Regions from separate parts of the Mus musculus genome. Here region 1 is linked to region 2. Evidence: chromatin contacts called from public HiChIP or PLAC-seq data. All regions are on one chromosome and are shown on one strand. The core of a region is the stretch at or near the end of the contact, and the rest is flanking DNA. Distances in the headings are between cores, read along the strand shown. Region 1 overlaps Gm29260 (a long non-coding RNA gene). Region 2 has its middle 140 kb from the start of Gm39631.

Region 1 (4,073 bases), core at 396-2,895, 420 kb before region 2:
TTTATCTTTCCATTCAATGCTGAATATTCAAACTGTTCAATGTCATGAGCCATATTTTGTATTTTTACATTTAGTTCAACCTATGCCTCAGTAAAGGTATTAGATGACGTTTACAGTTTCCATTTGATTTTGCAAGGAGGTATAGGAGATAATGCTACATGTTTAAGGAGAAGAAATGAATTTTTTTTTTTCATTTCCAGATGCAGAACTAATATACTGACTAAACTTCTCACTGGTCTCCACTTACTCCAAAAGCTTAAATAAGAAACAAGAAGCAGAGTTGATATTTAGGTATCCAGTTCCTGTTTGACCCTTCCTCAGGTTTTTAAGGTCTTAAAGCCACTTTCTATAATAGAAATGATTTTATTCCTATTTGTAAATAAAATAAACACCATAGATCTTTCATGAATAACCCAGGGCCTCACAGAGTTATTATAGGGTCTCTGCAGTCTAGATAGAGGGCACAGAGTTCTGGCAGGGCCATGGGAAGATGGTTATGAAGATCAGGGGCTGAGGAGAACTTAGGAAGGTAAGGAAGAGGGAAGAGATGTGTATTTTATACCTGTGTATCTGAGTTGTCTTTCAAGCTTCCATTAGTCATGGAGCTTCACTTTTCAGAAATGGGAACACACACACGCAAACACACACACACACACACACACACACACACACACACACACACACACGGCGAGATATCAAGGGGAAAATTCTATAGATTACTCTTTTTCCTAACTCACGGGCGTTTTCATCACTTCCTTCTGCTCCCTACTTGATGAGCCTCTGCCCTTCTCACAAAGCCCAATGGAAAGAATTGAGCAAATGATTCTTATTGGTTATACAGAAATCCATTCCACTCTGTAGCTCCCAACACCACGAGCTGTGGGTTGATTTTAGCAGGGACACAGTTGGGTTACATGCTCCATGAGGTAGCCAAGGAAGATGCTTTCCATGAGACAAATAGTAAGAAGTGAGGATAGATGAAATTACCAGAGTCGGGCTCAAGAGGGAATTTAAATACAATTTTTTTTAAAGGTTTGAATATGTAACCCAGTAGTTTTGGACTAACCTTAACATTTTACATTTTAAACTTGCAAACTAGCAATAACTTTTCCACAATTGAGGGATGGAGAGAAGGAAATGAAGGAAGGAGGGAGTAAGAGAAAGAAGGACAGAAGGAGAAAAGAAGGGAAAGGAAAGAAAAAAACATTGAAATGACTATGGAGAGAGATGTGGAGAGAAGTAAGTCCCCCCCCCCCCCCAATTTGTTCCTTCTAACTACTGAGGGGAAAGCATGAATACTAATCATCCCCTCTGTCAAATAATTACAACATTCATCAGTCCCTCTGCTTGTAGTTTGTCTGGGACTCTAAGGTAGCCAAACTTCTTTCTAAAAGTCTGGCATGGAGGATCTTTATAAATCTCACTTGCCTGCTTGTCCTTCACCACATTTATTGCAATAAGCACACACTGAAAAGCGTGGTGGCTCATTGCTGATTTGCCCATTCAGTAATTCTTAGAGCTGTCATGGCCTTTGAGCCAGCTGTCCCCTCCCAGCTTGAGAATGGGGGCCTCTGGAGGAAGCAGGGAGGGAGACTGGCTTATTAGACAGAAATTGACAGTCATAGAATGAAGGGCATGAGGGACCCCTCAGAAACTCATGTGGACCATTGTGGAAGGATTAGCAAGGGAGAACACACTTCAGGAGGCCGGTGGTATACCTCCCCAAAGAATACAAATGGGCAGGGAGTGGGAGGTGGGCGGAGAGAAGCCTATCCTTTCAGTTATAGGTTTTATCAGGTCTAATTTGGCATTCGGCATCTTTCCTCAATTTTTTGTGTGTCCATCTCCTGGCAATTCTTTAATATTTATGCCATTCAGGGCATTCTGCACGCTCTGAGGAGCTGGCATGGGCAGTGTTCAATCTGCAGTCTTCTGTATGCATTCAGATTGCGAGCTGTTCCCTAATTGGTTTTCATCCGAGTAATCCCATGGAGAATAAGGTTACATACTGAAAAGGGCCGAGGTGAGCCTGGGTAAAAGGGGACTGCGAACTCCATTCCTGGCCTTATTAGAATGCTCTGAGCATGCGCCTTAGGGAGAAAAAAGATGTCCAGATTTCCGAGGTCCTCCTGAGTCAAGAAGAAAGAACACCCAATAATCCAGAAAGAAAAATAATTCAGGGTCAACTCCCACCCATATTTCTGTATGGTGCAATAGTTGGGAAAATACAGAAAGAATATTTGGTTGAACTAGTAGTACTCATGATCAAAGTCAATTGGAAATACAATTAAATTGAAAAAACTGACCACTTGCAGAAATCTAGATATTTGGACGAAAAACTTTTTTCATTAGCTTACAGAATTATTATCAGTGTTTAAAAATAAAGGCAGCTGAAATTCCTGTTTTATTATTTTTCTAATCATTGTTTGCTTGGGAATTTTGACTCACTGTTAGCACCTACTGAGCACGGCTATAGGGTACAGAGTTCAAATATTCTCTGTGCACAGAGTCCTGTTGCACTGTACGTTGTACTCAATCCTGTTCAAAGGTGATGACAATGAGATATGATTTTAAACCTCTGGAACATTTGATGTAAGTTCGCCTGCATGAAAAAAAATCCAATGATTCAGTATGCATAAATATTCTCTAACTGTCCATCCCTCCATCTTCACTCGCTATAAGCTGCTGTGTCCTCTGTTTTAACTTCCCTAGGTTACAGATATCAGAGTGCATGAGCAGACTGGATGTTCTGGAACTTTCTGCCACAAAATAAGAGAGCTTTGCTTGGTCATCTTGCTAGGCTTTTCAGTAATTAACAATACAGAGTCCCAAGTCAGTCTGGGAACGCAAGTCTGGAAGTAGACTCTCCAAAATAAACAAAAACAGCAAAATCTATCAATCAATCAATAAATAAATAAAAGAAAGAGAGAGAGGAAGGAAGGAAGGAAGGAAGGAAGGAAGGAAGGAAGGAAGGAAGGAAGGAAGGAAGGACAGGGATTTAACTATCCTCCCTCTTGGGAAATATGCCTTACTAAAAAAAAAATTCCAACTGCATAAAACAACACAAAAACCGATATAAATAATTACAGCAACAATATGCTTTGCCAGAAAAATTAAAAGCGCTGTATTTTTAGAATTAAGAGAGCATTAAAACAATAGTTTCAAAACTCAGCCTAAGAGCACAAAGTGAACACCCACACACCCACCCACACACACATACTCACACACACACACACTCACACACACACACTCACACACACACACTCACACACACACACTCACACACACACACTCTCTCTCACACACACACACACACACACTCACACACACACACACACACACACACACACAGCAGTAGCCAAGGACAAGACCTCGCCGTCTCACACTGAATGATTGCCTTCACCTGCTTTTATGTCCCGTCACTTATTTTATGAAGGCTTAACTAGAAGACCTCTCCCTATTCAAGAAGAAAGAATATTTTTCTACCAAGGATCTTACAAGCTCAAAGGCCATTTAACTTAGCTTAGCCATCTGGTTTATTTTGCATTAAAGGAACTTCTCATTTAATTTACCAGTCTATAATAGGTAACTTTTTCAATATGGAGCTAAAGGTCACTATTATATGTAAGGAAAATTAAGCCGACGTTCTCAGTTGCCTTACAGTTCTCTTAGTTCAACTATGCCAATAAATGAACATGTACAACAAGCCGAAGGGCTTTTTATTACAAATTTAATTCATTTCTCTAGACAACTGTGAAATTTGCCATTGACATCAGTCATTACCCCAAGGCGAACTAAAAGATGATCTCAGTTAATAAATGGTCCTTAACAAGGAACGCTCCCATCTCCTGTGATATTGGCACAGGCACATTTTATTAATGCAGGGCTTGCTTCCTGCCAGAACACCAGCATTCACGACTATTTGGTGTGCATGTTTCCTCTTCCTGCTCCTGATATTAATAATTATACAACAGGATAATTAGCAACACAAAGAGACAGTACTATGAGCTTGAAGCTAGATTTTCAGCGCGTTAACCTTCTGGGAAATAAAGAACAGAAGCATAGAGTCGAGC
Region 2 (3,840 bases), core at 922-3,421:
CTCCGCGTCCCTTTCCCTCCTCTCCCTTTCCTTTCTCAATACCCACCTCCATTTCTCTCCTTTCTTTCTTTCTCCCTTCCTCCTTTCTTTTCTTTCTTTCCTCATTCCCATTTCTAGCAATCTCAGTCTACATTTTTATTAACATGAGCTCTACAAATTATGTAGCTGGCCCCAGTGACATAGAACAGTACCCACAAAGTCCATTAGTCAGGGTTCTCTAGAGTCACAGAACTTAATGGGTAGTCTCTATAGAGTAAGGGAATTTGTTGATGACTTACAGTCTGTAGTCCAACTCCCCTACAATGCTCAGTAGCAGCTGTTTATGAAAGTCCAAGGATCTAGCAGTAGCTCAGTCCTACAAGGCAAGCAGGCAAAGAAGAGATGGTCTTTCTTCTTCCAATATCCTTATGTAGGTCTCCAGCAGAAAGTGTGGCTCAGATTAACAGTGTGCACCACCATGCCTGGATCTGGGACTTGCTTTGTCCCACATAAACTTGAACTCAGAGATCTCCTTGCCTTAGTCTCCTGCGATTCATAGCCACTATGCCTCAAGATCTCCATGCCAAGGTCCAGGTCAGAAACTTGTATCTCCCAGCCTCAAGGTCTGGATCACAGGTGAGCCTTCCAATTCTGGATTGTGGTTCATTCCAGATATAGACTAGTTGACAACCATAAATAGCCACTACACAAATAATGATCATATTTATTGTTCTACTACTACCAGACCCTTTTTAATGGAGTGAACCTTGTCAGGCAAGATTGACATTCATCACATTCAGTTTACTGCCACTTGGCTCTTGTAATTTCCATGTATCCACAATGTTCCTTCAGTCACAGGTGACTGAAAATGTCTTGGATAGAGTGAAGCCTTCCTCATAAACTCTCCCACCATTCAGCAAGGGAAAGGTAAAATGAGGGAGGGAGGGAGGGAGGAAGGGAGGGAGGGAGGAAGGGAGGGAGGGAGGGACAGAGACAGAGACAGAGAGAGAGACAGAGACAGAGAGGTAAACAGAGAGAAATACAGTCACACACAGAGACAGACAGAGAGACAGAAAGAGACAAACCAAAGGAGAGACAGACAGACAGACAGTGAAAGAGAGAGAGAAGAGGAGGAAGAGGAAGAGGAAGAAGCAGAAAGATAAAATTTTGGATTACATAGCAAACAGACACATGAAAAAGATAAAACCCTCATTTGTGCATGCCTTCTTCTCTATCCTGCCACATGTGGACTGACCTCTTAGCGAGAATCTTTGTTTTGCATCCCAATTTTGACCTGACTCTATGTTCATAAACTTCTCATGTCCTGCCCATTCGGCCCGGTGCGTTGTTGGTGTTCCTAATTCTCACATTCTCAGGCAGGAGCAGAAGCTCCAGTGCGAGGAAGAAACCTGACCATAGCAAAGCTGGATTGTTATAATTAACCTCTAATCCCGCATTGGACAATGCTGACAAACATTTACACAAATGTTCTTAAATTTGCCCGATTTGCTAGCAAATTTCACACCTCGTGAAAATTATGCATAATTTAATAGAAGCATCTTTCCAAAGGGCAAAAAAAAATACTTTTCAGAAAATTCATGTTGTCTTACTCCTTGTCACTTCTTATCTGCAAATTAGAAATCTCACGCAATATCTGTGACTTCCTTCAAATGTTTTAGAACTCGGAAACTCAGTACTTGTAACTTTGGCTGGAAACATGAAAATAAGCCTAGCGTGGAATGCCCTCTTCCTTTATAGAGGGCTGGCAGGGCTTGCTTTTCACTGTGGGAGGAATCCATTCTTTGTAGAATATTCCCACACATGTCTGTGTCTCTTTCTCAGAGTGGTGCCACAAAGGATATGACCCCTTTGCTCCCAGTAACCTTTCATGGTGCTGAATCGCCTGGACGTTGGTGCCAGTCAGCACGATTTGATTTGCTATGGTAAGAATAAGATTATATCTAAAGGCAGAGGATGTCATTTCCAGGTTCAATGAGCACAGATTTAGAACTAGTCCTCCTTTTGACCCTCGGGATTCTCTTGAACTCTTGTACCTTTGACAGTGTTTGTGAATGACTGAATTCATGGAGACTCGAGGTTATTTTAATGACAATGGCCCCACAAGGACAAAGGGAGAAGGCAGGGTCCCTTTCCAGAGTCCACTTCCTTCCTGGCAGCTGGCTGCAGAGTGAATTCCTGAGCATGGTCAAAGGCTGAGAGCTGCTGTGTGTCTGCAAGCCTGCTGCTGCTACTGATCTGTGAACATGACATGCCTGAGAATATCACGTCTCCATGGCAACAGCAAACAAGGAGCTAGATTCCATTAGCGGCAGGGACCCAGTGAGTCAAACAGATAATGTTCTGGGCCTGGCCAACTGCCCACAAAGGCGTATGTGAAAGTTGGTATGAATTAACTTTCGCTCATTAGGACAGCCTGGGTAGAAATTCTCTCTCTTTTTGGTGACTTAAGTCCGTATATTTATGGCATTTCTTAAATAAACACTTAAAGCCCATTAGCCAGTCCATTCCCAGGAAAGCACATTTGGAATTGCTTTATAGTTTTCCAAAATACTCAGGATTTCCACGCTTTATCTGATAGGGCTCCTTTTTTTTTTTCTAGTTTATTTTTAATCTCCTTTCCCTGCAAATTAGTGACAGAAAATGGCAAAGTTGACACTGTGTTTATCATCAGATGTTTTTCCTTGAGACCTCCAGAATAAGGTTAAAACAAGCAGCATTCCTGATTGCAATCAATCAGGGCTGTTAAGATTGTTTTTTAAGGCTAGGACACCTGCCTTATAGGAAAGGGGAAAGTTAAGCCCTTTGATGCTTGCAGCACAATGGAGGGAAATCTGTTCCAGATAGGATCAAAGACTCTCATGTCATACTCATGCAGTTAATAGCTTTTAAATCATATGTGGTACCTATCTCCTAGTATCCTAATTTCAAAAGGTGAATGACTCATCCTCAGAGGAAAACATGGCTGCCTTCTGCACAATGAGTTTCTGGGAGGAGTAAAGATGGAAGGATGGTTAGGTTTGAGATGTGACTCCGAAGTAGAGCACTTTGGCTGTAGGGCTTGTTTGATCTCCAGCACAGAAAGGAAGAGACAAAGGGAGAAAGAAGGAAGGAAAGGAAGGAGGGAGGGAGAGACAGAGGGAGAGAGGAAGAGAGGGAGAGAGACAGAGAGAGAGAAGAGAGAGAGAATTCTAACAGCACACAGGAACTTGACAACCTGTTTTTACTGGAGACCTCAGTTCTTGCCCTTGATCCATGGAAGCTCCTTCTAATTCGGTCTGTATCAACCCCATAAAATTTGGTCGTGTGAGTGACAAGAGGCCATGATGGTTATGGAGATCATTATTGACCTGAGGAGAACTGGAGATATCGAGTTCCAGCTGCAAAAGAAAACCTGATACCGTCTACGGACCACGGGGGCCAGACGTTAATAATTTAGACAAAGGAGTGAATGAGCTCAGCCTGGCAGCTCTCTTCCTCTTCCACAGTGGAGAGTGAGGATATGAAACACGAGTGTTTCCAATAATTATAGACACACATGGTACTGTTCTTCTCCAGGAATGTAAATGAGCAAAATCAAATCACGGTCAGCCTTATACACTCTAGAGCTAAATACTCTGACTCTTCTTTTTACCACCAGTGCAATAGGGATGGTAACGTGATGTCAGCCCAAGCGTGTCTCTATCTGCTACCTCCATCCCAAACCAGCCCACCTTCCCTTAATGCAGAAGGAGTTCGCTTGTTTTTCCTGTGTGTTTGGAGCCAGTGGGAGTGAATGTTGCACATATGTGTGTGCTTGTCTAGAGAAAGTAGGAGATGTGGATGGAGGGTAATTAAAGAGCA

The links. HiChIP or PLAC-seq counts read pairs in DNA pulled down with a chosen protein or histone mark.
Region 1: an H3K4me3 HiChIP or PLAC-seq map of embryonic midbrain shows a contact between it and region 2, with 6 times the contacts expected there. The contact joins two enhancer-like sites. A contact is called at or near these places in 2 of 115 datasets of contacts at active chromatin or transcription factors (differentiating embryonic stem cells and embryonic midbrain) and 1 of 9 other capture datasets (embryonic tail).

What each region holds. Positions count from the first base shown.
Region 1 is chr1:41,812,078-41,816,150 of GRCm38.p6, reverse strand. The region is part of intron 1 of Gm29260 (a long non-coding RNA gene); the gene reads right to left. Among named protein-coding and RNA genes, the nearest start is that of Gm29260, 71 kb to the right of the region's middle. Within about 2 kb of position 1,645, at least 14 of the 459 cell types and tissues checked have an H3K27ac peak or open chromatin away from gene starts, as enhancers often do.
Region 2 is chr1:41,388,717-41,392,556 of GRCm38.p6, reverse strand. No RefSeq gene overlaps it. Among named protein-coding and RNA genes, the nearest start is that of Gm39631, 140 kb to the left of the region's middle. Within about 2 kb of position 2,171, at least 108 of the 459 cell types and tissues checked have an H3K27ac peak or open chromatin away from gene starts, as enhancers often do.